Linked DNA regions of Mus musculus: region 2 is linked to region 1. Evidence: chromatin contacts called from public Hi-C data. All regions are on one chromosome and are shown on one strand. The core of a region is the stretch at or near the end of the contact, and the rest is flanking DNA. Distances in the headings are between cores, read along the strand shown.

Evidence for each region. Hi-C and Micro-C count contacts between places; a contact is called where the count stands out from the background.
Region 2: a Hi-C map of liver shows a contact between it and region 1, with 6 times the contacts expected there. The contact joins the enhancer-like site here to the promoter of Sdc2 in region 1. A contact is called at or near these places in 5 of 39 promoter capture datasets (the 3T3-L1 cell line, 3T3-L1-derived adipocytes and liver), 1 of 15 datasets of contacts at CTCF or cohesin (the NIH/3T3 cell line), 13 of 484 Hi-C or Micro-C datasets (the C2C12 cell line, the HL-1 cell line, the MC3T3-E1 cell line and 5 more), 4 of 115 datasets of contacts at active chromatin or transcription factors (cardiomyocytes, hepatocytes and liver) and 2 of 9 other capture datasets (adipose tissue and pancreatic islet).

The regions. Positions count from the first base shown.
Region 1 is chr15:32,917,208-32,923,597 of GRCm38.p6, forward strand. Sdc2 (syndecan 2) reads left to right here and starts at 3,516. Exons shown (of 5, transcript NM_008304.2): 1 at 3,516-4,098. The coding sequence starts at 4,039.
Region 2 is chr15:33,013,306-33,019,695 of GRCm38.p6, forward strand. It overlaps Sdc2 (syndecan 2), which reads left to right. Exons shown (of 5, transcript NM_008304.2): 2 at 3,797-3,908. Among named protein-coding and RNA genes, the nearest start is that of Gm32764, 54 kb to the right of the region's middle. Within about 2 kb of position 2,671, at least 47 of the 459 cell types and tissues checked have an H3K27ac peak or open chromatin away from gene starts, as enhancers often do. A contact at or near this core is called in the C2C12 cell line, the NIH/3T3 cell line, hepatocytes and 4 more, where this site is marked.

The DNA.
Region 1 (6,390 bases), core at 2,266-4,765:
CAATACCTCTCCTGGGCATATACCCAGAAGAAGTTCCAATTGGAAATAAGGACACATGCTCCACTATGTTCACAGCAGCCTTATTTATAATAGCCAGAAGCTGGAAAGAACCCAGATGTCCCTCAACAGAGGAATGGTTAAGAAAATGTGGTACATTTATACAATGGAGTACTACTCAGCAATTAAAAACAATGAATTTATGAAATTCTAGGACAAATGGATGTATCTGGAGGATATCATCCTTAGTGAGGTAACACAATCACAAAAGAAGTCATTAGATATGAACTTACTGATAAGTGAATATTAACCCAGAAACATAGAACACCCAAGATACATTTTGCAAAACACAAGAAAATCAAGAAGAGGGAAGACCAATGGGTGGATAATTCATTCCTCCTTAGATTGGGAACAAAATACCCATGAAAGGAATTATAGAGACAAAGTTTGGAGCTAAGATGAAAAGATGTACTATCCAGAGACTACCCCACCCAGGGATCCATCCCATAATCAGCCACCAAACCCAGACACTATTGCACAATGCCAGAAATATTTTGCTGAAGGGACCCTGTTATAGCTGTCTTGTATGAGGCTATGCCAGTGCCTGGCAAATACAGAAGTAGATGCTCACAGTCATCTATAAGATGGAACACAGGGCCCCAATGGAGAAGCTAGAGAAAGTACCCAAGGAGCTGAAGGGGTCTGCAACCCTATAGGTGGAACAACAAACAATATGAACTAATCAGTACCCCCAGAGCTCCTGTCTCTAGCTGCATATGTAGCAGAAGATAGCCTCGTCAGCCATCACTGGGAAGAGAGGCCCCTTGGTCTTGCAAACTTTATATGCCCCAATACAGGGGAATGCCAGGGCCAAGAAGCGGGAGTGGGTGGATAGGCGAGCAGGGTGGAGGGAGGGTATAGGTAACTTTCGGGATAGCATTTGAAATGTATATATAGAAAATATCTAATAAAAATAACAAAACACTCAATAAAAGCTTTGCAAACCGAATCCAAGAACACATCAAAATGATCATTCAAGTAGGCTTCATCCCAGGGATGCAGGGATGGTTTAATATATCTAAATCCATCAATGTAATCCACTATGTAAACAAACTCAAAGACAAAAAACACATGATCATCTCGTTAGATACCGAGAAAGCATTTGACAAAATCCAACACCCCTTCATGATAAAAGTTTTGGAAAGATCAGGAATTCAAGGTCCATACCTAAACATAAATGTGCTGAACCATATCACTGGTTCTCATCCTGTATATTTTCTTCTGAGACCACTCCATGAAATCTTAGAAGATATCAGTTAAGAATATTTTTTTGCTAGACCCCTTTAACTCCAGCTCATCAGCTGGAGGACCTCAGAACATATGGAGAATGATAGCTGGTCTATCTTTTCTGTATCAGATATAATTAATAAATTTCAACTGGATTTTAGTCTCCACCAATTTTCATAAATATTTCACATAGCAGATGTAGAAATACACCTTCATAATTCCCAGATTTAGAGACCTTTCTGATGGCCACTAGTGGCCATTAGTTGTACCCCTCCCTGTCCTCTCTTGGCTGCCAGTGCCTTAGGCTGCTTATAAGAACCAGAAAGTTGGGAGTTAGCTTTCTGAGCCAGAGTTGATGTCTTAAGGTATGGTTCTCCTGCTAATTTTTTTCTTTTGAGATTTATAACAGTAACTTATCACTAAAACATTCTAATAGTCACACTTAGGATGTGTGAAGGTTTGTATATTCTTAGACTAGGGAGTGGCACTGTTTGGAGGTGTGGTCTTGTTGGAATAGGTGTGACCTGGTTGGAGTAGGTGTGTGACTGTGGCTGTGGGCTTAAGACTCTCCCCCAGTTGCCTGGAAGTCAGTCTTCCACTAACAGCCTTTGGATGAAGACATAGAACTCTCAGCTCTGCCTGTGCCATGCCTGCCTGGATACTGCCATTCTCACACCTTGGTGATAATGGACTGAACCTATGAACCTGTAAACCAGCCCCAAGTAAATGCTGTTTTTTATAAGACTTGCCTTGATCATGGTGTCTGTTCACAGCAGTAAAACCCTAACTAAGACAGGATATGACTACAGTTTAGTTCTAAAATGACTAGGGCCTCATGTCTGTATCTCTCTCTGTCTCTCTGTCTCTCTCTCTGTCTCTCTCTGTCTCTCTGTCTGTCTCTGTCTCTGCCTGTCTCTGTCTCTCTGTCTCTGTGTATGTGTGTTTGTGCATGTGTGCGTGTGTGTGTGTGTGTGTGTATGGGTATGTGTTTGTGTGAGAAAATCACAGAGCTTTTTATGGTGTGGCTTGAGGTCTGGAGTAGTATTTACCTACAAAATAGTTATTATGTATTTTTAATTCATCCTACATGATAACAAAATAGTGGCTAATACTGAAATGTCCCTGTCCCTTTATAAATGGACATTACAGAAGAAAATGGGTCCATAATTCATTCAGTTTCTAAATCCAAGAGAACATCGGTGAGCATTAGAAGAGTATGTGCCTGCCTGGTTCTGTAGCACCATACAGCACCGAACTACATGACGCATGCTTTTGCTTTATGTAGGAAATACATACTCATTTTCTTAAAGCCAGAAACTACTTAACCATTCATTCTCTGAAATTCATCTGCTAATATCTAGACTCTCTAATTTTTCATCCTTATCTGTTGCAATTTTACATTTTCCAAAAGTAAAAATATGGAAATCGAACTTAGCTGATGCCTGGGGCAGTGTGTGTGTGTTTGTGTGTGTGTGAGTCAGGAGGCAGGGTACAAACTGTGAGCAGCAGAAATGGTTTGTAAGCCTTTAATGAGTTGTGCTTTGGAGTTGTTGTGTTTTGGGTTTTGTTTTTCTACCTTTTTGAGGGTTGTGGGTTGTGGGTTATAGTTGGGATGGGGGTGGAGGTGGGTCATGGGGGAAAGTTCCAAGGAGAATCTTAACACTAACTTGTTACAATTATTTTTGTCGTTTTTGAATTGCAATCTTCATTATCTGGAGACCTATGGGCACTGTGAATACTTGAAGGGGATGTATAAACTTTCTCATTTTTCTCGACTCTCATCTTTCTATTGACCCAATTTTCACAAGTAAGAAAAGGCTCAATATGCCCATTAAACCTTCATCGAATTTTCTTTAGAAAATTACAGCGAAGAAAAGGAGAAGGAAAGGGAAAGGGAGACAGAAGGGTGGTGGGGAGAGGAGAGGGTGTTGAGAAGGGGAAAGAAGGAGAGAGAAAATGAAAGAGCACTAAGGTTTGCAGAGGCAGGTTCTCAGGACAGCCACAGAGTGGAGCTGCTGGCTCCCACTGGCTCTGGGAGCTGCCAATCCCAGTGTAATCCCGTAAGAATTTCTCCCTGGTTTTATCATGGAGTCCTGGCAACCTCCTTTCCCCCAGTAGCTGGGAGGAACCTTGAGGGCCAGGCTAAGAAGGGAGGGAAGGTAGGGGCGGTTGAAGCGGAGGCTGAGCAGGACCAAGACCAGGACCAGGGAGAGGACACGGAGGGGTGTGGGGTGAGATCGAGGGGGAGGACCCAGGAGGAGGCGGCGCGTAGAAGGAGGGGCGCTGCAGCCAAGCCACCAGTCTAGCTGTAGAGTGCTGTACTCCAGATACTCCTGGAGCTCCAGCCCCTCAGACCGCGCGTCCCCGCCGCCGTTCGCCTTTCGGCATCCTAAACTTGAGCGGCAGCTCGGTTTCAACCCATCGACTGCTTGCTTCAAATCAGACAGCATTGCGACCCAGACACCGGAGTCCGCCGAGTGAAAGCACAACGCTGCCCTGTAGGACCAGACCAAGAAAACAGCCTCGCGAAGCAGCAACTCTGGGTTGGGAGTACAGAAGCCAACAAGTGAGAAGGCGCCGCGTTTCCGGGGCGCAGGGAGAACGCTAGAGCAGGCGCCAGAGAAGACAGCTAGAGCTCGGAATCGGAGCCCAAACCTCTCTCCTGGAGGCGGCTCAGCTTCTTTTTTTTCTAGGCCCTCTTAGGCTTGCTCTGGGCTTCCTTTTATCCGGGTAGGAGCCACATCCCTGGGGAATATGCAGCGCGCGTGGATCCTGCTCACCTTGGGCTTGATGGCCTGTGTGTCCGCAGAGACGGTGAGTGGGCCCAGCCGGGGAAGTGCACTGTTAAGAGTGCCCGGGCAAATAGAAGAGCCAGAGGGTAATTGGGGGATGCTACCTGGGGGATCTGCCAACCCTGAACGTGGGGCTGCCTAGGTTCTACTGAAACAAATGAGCTTGCTTTTCAACCACTTGCCCCTGGGCTCTTCCTTTTCCCTCTTGCACAATTGAGCTGCTACAGGGAGTTACCCAAGCCATGTCTTCAGGGGGTGGGAGCACAAGACTTGGAGGTTAGGGACCCCACAGGTCCTTAAAGTCATTTCCAGCTTTCTGCCTTGGGGGATTTTATGGTGTAGTCTAGGAAGGACAGAGGGCTAAAAGTTGCAGGTTACTAGAGCACCACTGCGGGCCAGGAAAGGATCCAGTAAGCTCTGTGTACTGGACAAACCCCAGGGGTGAGTTGGAAACTTTGGGGAGGATCTGTTCCTCTGCACACATCCCCCTACTCCAGGCTTTGAGCTTGACTGAAGGCAAGTTTAGGGAGATAGGGTCCATATTAAGGAAACCGAGAGTATCAGGAGTGAAAGTTTCTAAAAGTGCATTTGTTTAATGCTCCCTGTGGCTGTGGCAAGGGGCCCACACTAAGTGGAGATGCAGTCGGTGGTCTATTTGGAGGCTCCTGGCTTCATGGAGCTTTTGGGAACAGGCCTGGGCTCTCTGGTTTCTGGGATCTTCCAGGAACGGTCCTTGTGGAGCAAAGCTGTTGGAGAGAGATGGAATTTTTCAAAATGGAAAGATGAGGGTGCTTGTGACATTGCTTTGGCCCTCAGATCCTCTGGCTGCTGGAGGGAATGTAGATTTCTGTCCTGCCAACCTCATACTCCTTTGGATCCATATTCCCATGAACTGTCTTCTTCCACTACTAGCATCCTTTCACCTCTGTGGCCCTGGAAATTTGATTTCTGGTCAGGATTGTGTTTCTGGGGTTGGAGTTTGTTTCTCTGCGTTGCCCAGTGTATGCACTCTTAGGCTCATGACTAGTGTGCCAGCCCCTATCTGGGTCACTACAGGTCTGTTTTGGCAGGTGGAAGTCCAAGCAGCTTCTATTGACATGCAGTCCCAGGGCTGCAGGCTCAATTAAGGAGTGCTCCTCTTTTCTTTACTCTTGTTTCCTATGCCATTCCTTTGGCATCCAGTAAGTTGCCCAATTTGAATTAATAAAAAAGCCTTTAGCTGGGTTGGATAATCTCCCCTTTTTGACCCTTGGACGATTGGTAAACCTTTTGGCATTCAGGAGAATAAGGACATTTGTGATCAGCTATAGGGTGGGGGCACTGCTGTGTGGGCTAGAAGGTCATTGTCCAGAGTTCGAGGGTGGGGTACTTAGAATTGGAAACTGCATAGGATAGGTGGGTATTTGAGTGATTGTGATGTAAAAACACAACTCTGAGTCTTACCAGAATTCTCACAGCAAAAGATGTTTAATCCTTTGAAATTAGCAATCTCTCTTGGCTAGTTCTGAACTTTGGTGTGCTGTAAACTAAATTGGAGCTATTCTGTGTGTATTTCAAAGAAAACAGAACAACTCAAAACAACAGGAACCATTGCATTACATAGCTGTGCAAAACTGGGTAAAGGGACAGCTCAACTGAATTATTGTCCAGAGAGGATCTTGTAAACTGAGCAGAGTTGGGGACCTTTTCTTTGCAGAACCTGGTTCAGAGATTTGCTAGGAGAAAAGCCCTTGGGAGCTTCTGTATGGCTTTGATAGCTTCTTAAGACCTGGTGGGGTTTGCTGTTGTTTGTTTTCCCTCAAATGTGCTTGTCTCCTCTCCCTGCCTTATTTTCCCTGAAATCTCTTATGTTTGGGGCTCTACCATTTTCTCAGTTCAAAACAGAATTGAATGTTTTTCAAAAGAGCAGCTTTATTGGAAAGATTCTGTTTTGAGGCCTTGCACTATCATTCAAAGGGTGATTAAATATTTTTGAAATGTCAACTTGAGAATCCTACATACAGCCTTTGTTGGGCAGTGAGTCAGTCTTTCTCAGTCAAAGCTGTTTCAAAACCCAAACCAGCTAATTGTCCATTTACATTGCTTTCCTGTCTCTATTTGCTTCACCTAAAGTGGCATAAATATACCCAGACTTGAAAGGCATGATTTTTTTTTTTAAGTTAGCTATTACAGAACATTATTTCCAGCACTTTGTATTTTAATTTGGAAACTGCTGTAGCGTCCTGGGATTTAAAAGTAGTGATTGTTTGAGCTGTGACTCCTTTTGGCAAGAATGGAGAAATATCAGCAGCTAGTAAATTTTTTAGTTTTATAC
Region 2 (6,390 bases), core at 1,421-3,920, 95 kb after region 1:
ACTGAGCCACTAAGCATGTGCAGAGCATGTGCTGTCAAAGGGGAGTGTATGTTTATCTAGTTGTGAGATCCCCTTAGCATGACCTTAGAGAGATGCACATCACATCTTAAGGAAATGCTGGTATATAATTTATTAGCCTTTTCAGCATGTTAACTGCAAAATCTTTTACCAACACAGGGTGTGAACACTTCAGAAATGGTGTTTGTCTTGTTTGGGACAGTGTTTTAGAGGAATGGGTCCATAGAGCACTAGCTGATACAGGTGAAAAAGGTCCTTTTTGCTCTCAATGTGGACTCTATACAAGAATGTTGTTGATTTCCACTTTGTTGCCAGTGTTTCTGAAATTAGAGCAGGGAGGAATGATTTTAATTTGATGTCAAAATTACTTGCATCCCAATGAATGATGGAGGAACAAATACTTTTGGCTGCTTCCAAATACATCAGACATCTGGACAGCCTTGAACTACCCTGATGCTATAAGACCAAAGTGGCTTCAACCAGACTCTAGACGTTACCTGGCCCTATCTCAAGTCCTATAGTAATCCAAGCCGTGCAGCCACCTCTTATACCAGTGGCTGTTCATGCTACTCAGAGTGCTAAAATATGTTGCTGGGATACTCTGAGAGAATTCCACCTACATTGGTACAGAATGATTGTCCTGATAACTGGGTCATGTAACACTAAAAGCCTGATTGGTATATAAGAATTAATTATCTCATTATTAACACTACCATATCAGATTTCTTTGAGAAAGAACAAAGAAGAGAATGAAACACATTTGTTATTAAGAAAGGAGAAACTAGCTTCTAAAATCTTCTTCTTACTTTAAGAACCCTGGGTCACTTAATCAGAGGCAGTGCAAAGTGTGGGAATTGTGGGACAGGTTACCTCCCAGGCTTGAATTCAAGAGCTTTTAACTATCAGGATCCTAGAGGTCTTACAATGTATGTTACTGAAACCTGAATCGAATCAAAGGTTGCTTAAGCCAGTGTGATTTAGTAATCTCAGTTGACAAATATTTATTTGCACTTTGAACTGGACGAAGAATAAGGTCATGCAGGTTATTCCAGACCTGGATGAAAACTTTGTTTCCATCCAGAAGCAGGGAGAGTACACAGGAGCTAATTAAAAACAACAGGAAACTCTCTCTTCCCTGGTACATGTGCTGCAGAGTCAGAAAAAGCAAGTTCATAACTAGGGGACTTCTCTAGAGAAGCCAGTGTGTTTTGAAAACCAGGCAGGATTTGACAGGGTAGATAGTTCCTTAGGTAATTTATAAAGACAAGGTTTAATCCAGGCAGAAACCAACAGCAGCTCGAGGCAGGTAGTTCAACAAAAGGAGTGTTTTCTGGGCACCTACTTTATTCCAGGCACTAAGATTTAGCAGTGTGCAGTAAGGAGGCTTTCAGGGAGGTCCTGCTGTTGAGTCTAAGATGCCTTGTACACCAACACTGACAAATGCTTTCTTTTTTATTATATTAAAACGACAGGTCATTTTTATATAAAATAACAGTTCCACGTACCCAGATTTTTCCTGTGTACTTTAAGTCATCTCCTGGCTACTTATAATGGTTGTGCTGATAGCTGTTGTTTATTATGGTATACACTCAGTACCGAATTTTTTAAAATTTATATTCACATTATTTTGTGACAGGGTCTTATTAAGTAGCCCAGGCTGCCCTCAAACGTGTGATTGTCCTACCTCAGATTCATTAGTACCATTATATATTTACACACACACAGTTTTTCAACCTACAGTAGTTTGAATTCATATATGTATGAATGTATATCCCAGGAATGTTAGGGGGCTATGTGCACAGCCTTCTCCCACAAAAGAGCTGAGAATGTAATAGGGTCAGAGAATGTATGAGGCTAGAGTATACAGAAGTCCCTACTCAGTTTGCAAGCTTTGAGAATTAAAATATGGAATGATCAGAGGCTTGGAGACTGGTATTTTGTAGAACTGTCTCAGATTACAGATGAATCTAACTGTATGTCTGGACAGCTCCAGAACATTCTTGGCTGCTGTGAGAGGGGTGTTACTCATGCCTGCAAACCAGCCTGCTGGAACCCAAATCCCTAAGGGCTGTGGCCTCTTAATTGCCCAGTGTGATATCTCAAAGTGATTCCCATCCTTCTTTGTTCCTTGGCATCAAGGCCAGTGGAGATTGTGGGCTAACATTTAATATCCTCCTGCCTCTCCAGCAAGCCCCTGAAACTTGAGAGGACAAAGTGTTGCTTTCAGAGTGTGCCTGCTAGTTTTCCCAGGGAGGTTCACGCATATTGACTGTTGAAACCGAGTTTTATTTTTAGAAGAAATCTAGTGGAAACCAACATAGTAAGGGGAATTTTTTCTTATATATATAATTCCGTGAGGGACAAACATTCCAATTTGATCGTTAAAAATAGGACTAAAATGAATGTCATTTGTTCCAAAAACTGCTAGTCTGAGATACTTGTAGTAAAATATCAATTTACTAAATCCTTTTGTAAAAAAAATTCCACTTCTGCTCTGTCTGCAATTCATGCAAGTTACTTCTTGGGCAAACATAGACTGAATTTTAATCATGGCCAATTCTTGAAAAGCTGAGAGGCTCTGGAAATGGGATAGTTGGTGACTCAATCCTGCTCCACATCAAGCCTATGACTTGCTGTCACCAAGTGCCAGTAATACAAGAAAAAGTACTCTTGTGGGTTTATCTGTTTGTCATTAAACTTTGCTAAGCCAGCAAGCCTGAGAAGTAGGCTTGCCATGGACTTTCACCATTGGCATATGAGCTCCACAGGCCCTGTTCCACACAGATTACCTTGCCTGATGTCAGTGTGGGTCTGGTCTGTACAGAGATCTCTGGTTTTCCCTAGTAACTGGAGAGCACTTATCTGTAGTGAGAAAGCCACGCATGGCCACGCCTGTTAAGTATCTGGTGTGTATACGTCCCTAAGTGATTATTTAGCCTAGTGTCATAATACCTTGCTTTATGTTTCCAAGAAAATCGTAAATAATTTAGGCATTCTGTAGCTTAACATTAATCACTAAGTAATCTCATTTGTGATAGAATGAATGTCTGAGATAGTTTAGTAACTTAGAACAACAGATACTCAGGTAAGTGAAGTGGGGTGCAATGAGCTAAGCCTATGCCAGACTTGGATATCAGTGCGGTCATTATTATATAAGATTAGGCCACGTGAGCTTCCTTGGGGTTTTGTGTGTGTGTGTGTGTGTGTGTGAGAGAGAGAGAGAGAGAAGGGTGGCTGGACAGGAGAATGCAGAACACAGCTGCAAAGTGACAGATCTTCAATACAGCATATGCAAAATGTGAACAGTAGACAAAGCAGAGCCTTTCTTTTCTTTTTTTTTTAATTAGGTATTTTCCTCGTTTACATTTTCAATGCTATCCCAAAAGTCCCCCATACCCACCCCCCCAATCCCCTACCCACCCACTCCCACTTTTTGGCCCTGGGGTTCCCCTGTACTGGGGCATATAAAGTTTGCAAGTCCAATGGGCCTCTCTTTGCAGTGATGGCCGACTAGGCCATCTTTTGATACATATGCAGCTAGAGACAAGAGCTCCGGGGTACTGGTTAGTTCATAATGTTGTTCCACCTATAGGGTTGCAGTTCCCTTTAGCTCCTTGGGTAATTTCTCTGGCTCCTCCATTGGGGGCCGTGTGACCCATCCAATAGCTGACTGTGATCATCCACTTCTGTGTTTGCTAGGCCCCGGCATAGTCTCACAAGAGACAGCAGAGCCTTTCTTAATCTGACCATCCTGAATTGCTTATCTTTCCTTTCTCAGAGAACAGAGCTGACATCCGATAAGGATATGTACCTTGACAATAGCTCCATTGAGGAAGCTTCAGGAGTATATCCTATTGATGATGATGACTATTCTTCTGCCTCAGGCTCAGGTAAGGCTGCCTACTGGATGCCATTCTCTATACCCCGGCATGCACACATTTCGCTGTGCCTTCTTCCGTTACAAGCACAGCATGTGTCATAGTCATGAGCATGGTTTGGGGATACAAATTCCAGTTCAAGCTATGAGAACTTTGGAACCTAACTTTGCTGAGTCTCAGTTTCATTATTTATAAGTGGAAATAAATAACTATATTTACCACTGAGTTAGGTATTCATCTCTGTGAAGAGACACCTGACAGCAACTCATAAGGGAAAACATTTAATTGAGGATGGCCTACAGTTTCAGAAGTTTAGTAATTATCATCATGGCAACATGCATGGCAACGTGCACACAGACATGGTGCTGGAGGAACCAGAGTTCAACATCTTGATCCACATACAGCAGGAGACTGTGTGCCACACTAGGTATAGCTTGAGCATAGGAGACCTCAAAGCCTACCCTCACAGTGACATACTTCTTCCACACCTACTTCACCAAGGCCACACCTCCTAATAGTGCCACTTCCTATGGCCAAGCATTCACACACACAAGTCTATTAAGGCTGTACCTACTCAAACTACCACAATCATATAAAGTTTTTCATGGATAAATGGAGTTGAGGAGATAGCTTTCAGTTTTATTGTTAAAAATTTTAGAATATGGTCATAGAAACCACCGTTCAAGAAATCTTTCAAATACCCATTTAATAAAATGCCTGCTCTATGTTAAGATTATACACAAAAACAAAAACTTACAGGCTTTTAAAGTATATTGCTCATAAGTAGGAGGAACAGAACTGCAGCTATGTAATATAAAGATAGATTTATGTCTTTGATTTCTTCAGTGTATTAGTTGTCTATTGTCTCTGCAATGTTGCCTAACAAACCATCCGAACACTAAGTACTTTGAAGCAGTGGGCATTTGGTTAATTCATTATCCTGCATGTTTTCCAGTTAGAGGCAGGCTCTACAATGGCTTACAGCTGAAGCTTGGCTGATTTTGGCTTAACTCTGTCGTGAGCAGACTTGGCTTTAGTCCACATGGGCCCTTCAGTCTCCAGGTGACCAGCCATATTTTCACAGAGTGAAGCAAAAATCTAATCCTAAACTTACAGTTTGGTACAACGTCATTTCTATATGTATGTGCATGTGTAGGCATGTGTGTACTTATGTACATATGAATGTGAGTTCATGTGTGTATGTTGATAGTACAGTGATCAAAGACAGTATGTTTGCTTTATTCCAAGAAGCTGAAAGAAGTGTCACAAGAGAAGAAGGATCTTAGTTTTAGATGATTTCTTTCGTCCTGTGTGCTTATGTGGGACATAATGATTAGAATATGAATTGGAGGAGGCCATTCATCTCATAGTTGACAGGAACCAGATAATACAGAAGGCAGTGATAATTAGGTATACCTTCCCAATGCATGCCCTGCTGTTGACATCTACTGCCATCTAAATCTTATAATACCTTTCAAAATAGCACCTCTACATATGAGTCAAGGATAGAATACATGAGTCTATGGGGGCACATTTCATATTCAAATCATAGTACCCCATGCATGCATACAACTGAACAATGTTTCCAGCCCCAAGTTGCGCCTCTTAATTGAGACAGCTATCAACATATTACAGAGGATGTAGGTACATGGAGGAGGAAATGTGCTTGGACACTTTTCCCCAATATATCTTACCTGGAAATGTTTCACCTGTGCAAGCAATGGCTCAGTGGACAAACCAGAAATCTTTGGTGGGTAGCACATAGAAAAGTCTTAGCAAGACCTTTCTTTCTTAGTGTGTTTATTGCAGATGAGATTTAACTATGGTAATAGTTATTATCCTGAATATAAATATGTGCCAGTGCAGTTGACCTAGGTTTCAGAATGTCCTAGAACAAATAAAGGTCAATTGTTTCTGGTGAAGATCTAGACTTATAAGGGTGTTTCAGTTTGAAAATGACCGATCTGAAAATATAGAGGCAGTAGCTGACCTAGTAACATCCTGCTGTAAAAATAGTTCTAGTTATTCAAGGGAGTGTGATGCATTCACATATGCAGAACAAGTGTGAAAGAGTTGCTCTCTGAAACCCACAACACTATTAATATCTTACACTCATGATACCTCTTTTGTTTAGCATCTCAAAAGTGCCTTATAACTGTCATTTCAAAATGCCTTGGGGAATAATAAATATGCATCTTTGTGGTCCCCATTTCGTCACAGATCTTAGTATTCAAGGGTCGTGGGAGATCGTTATGGGTTGCTCAACTCATTTTGCTGACTTCGCCCAAGATTTTGTTTACATTTAGTATAAGGTATATGCCTCCCTGACTCATCCAGTTATTGGAGTGTCACATTTGAAGCCCTGAACGTACTCATCATATGGACTAGATAGAAATGAGACTTAAATGTGGGCAAATTTTTCTAGCCACAGATATAACTGTAGGCAAGTTTTTGCTGAAAAAAACAAACAAAACAAAACAAAACAAAACAGAAA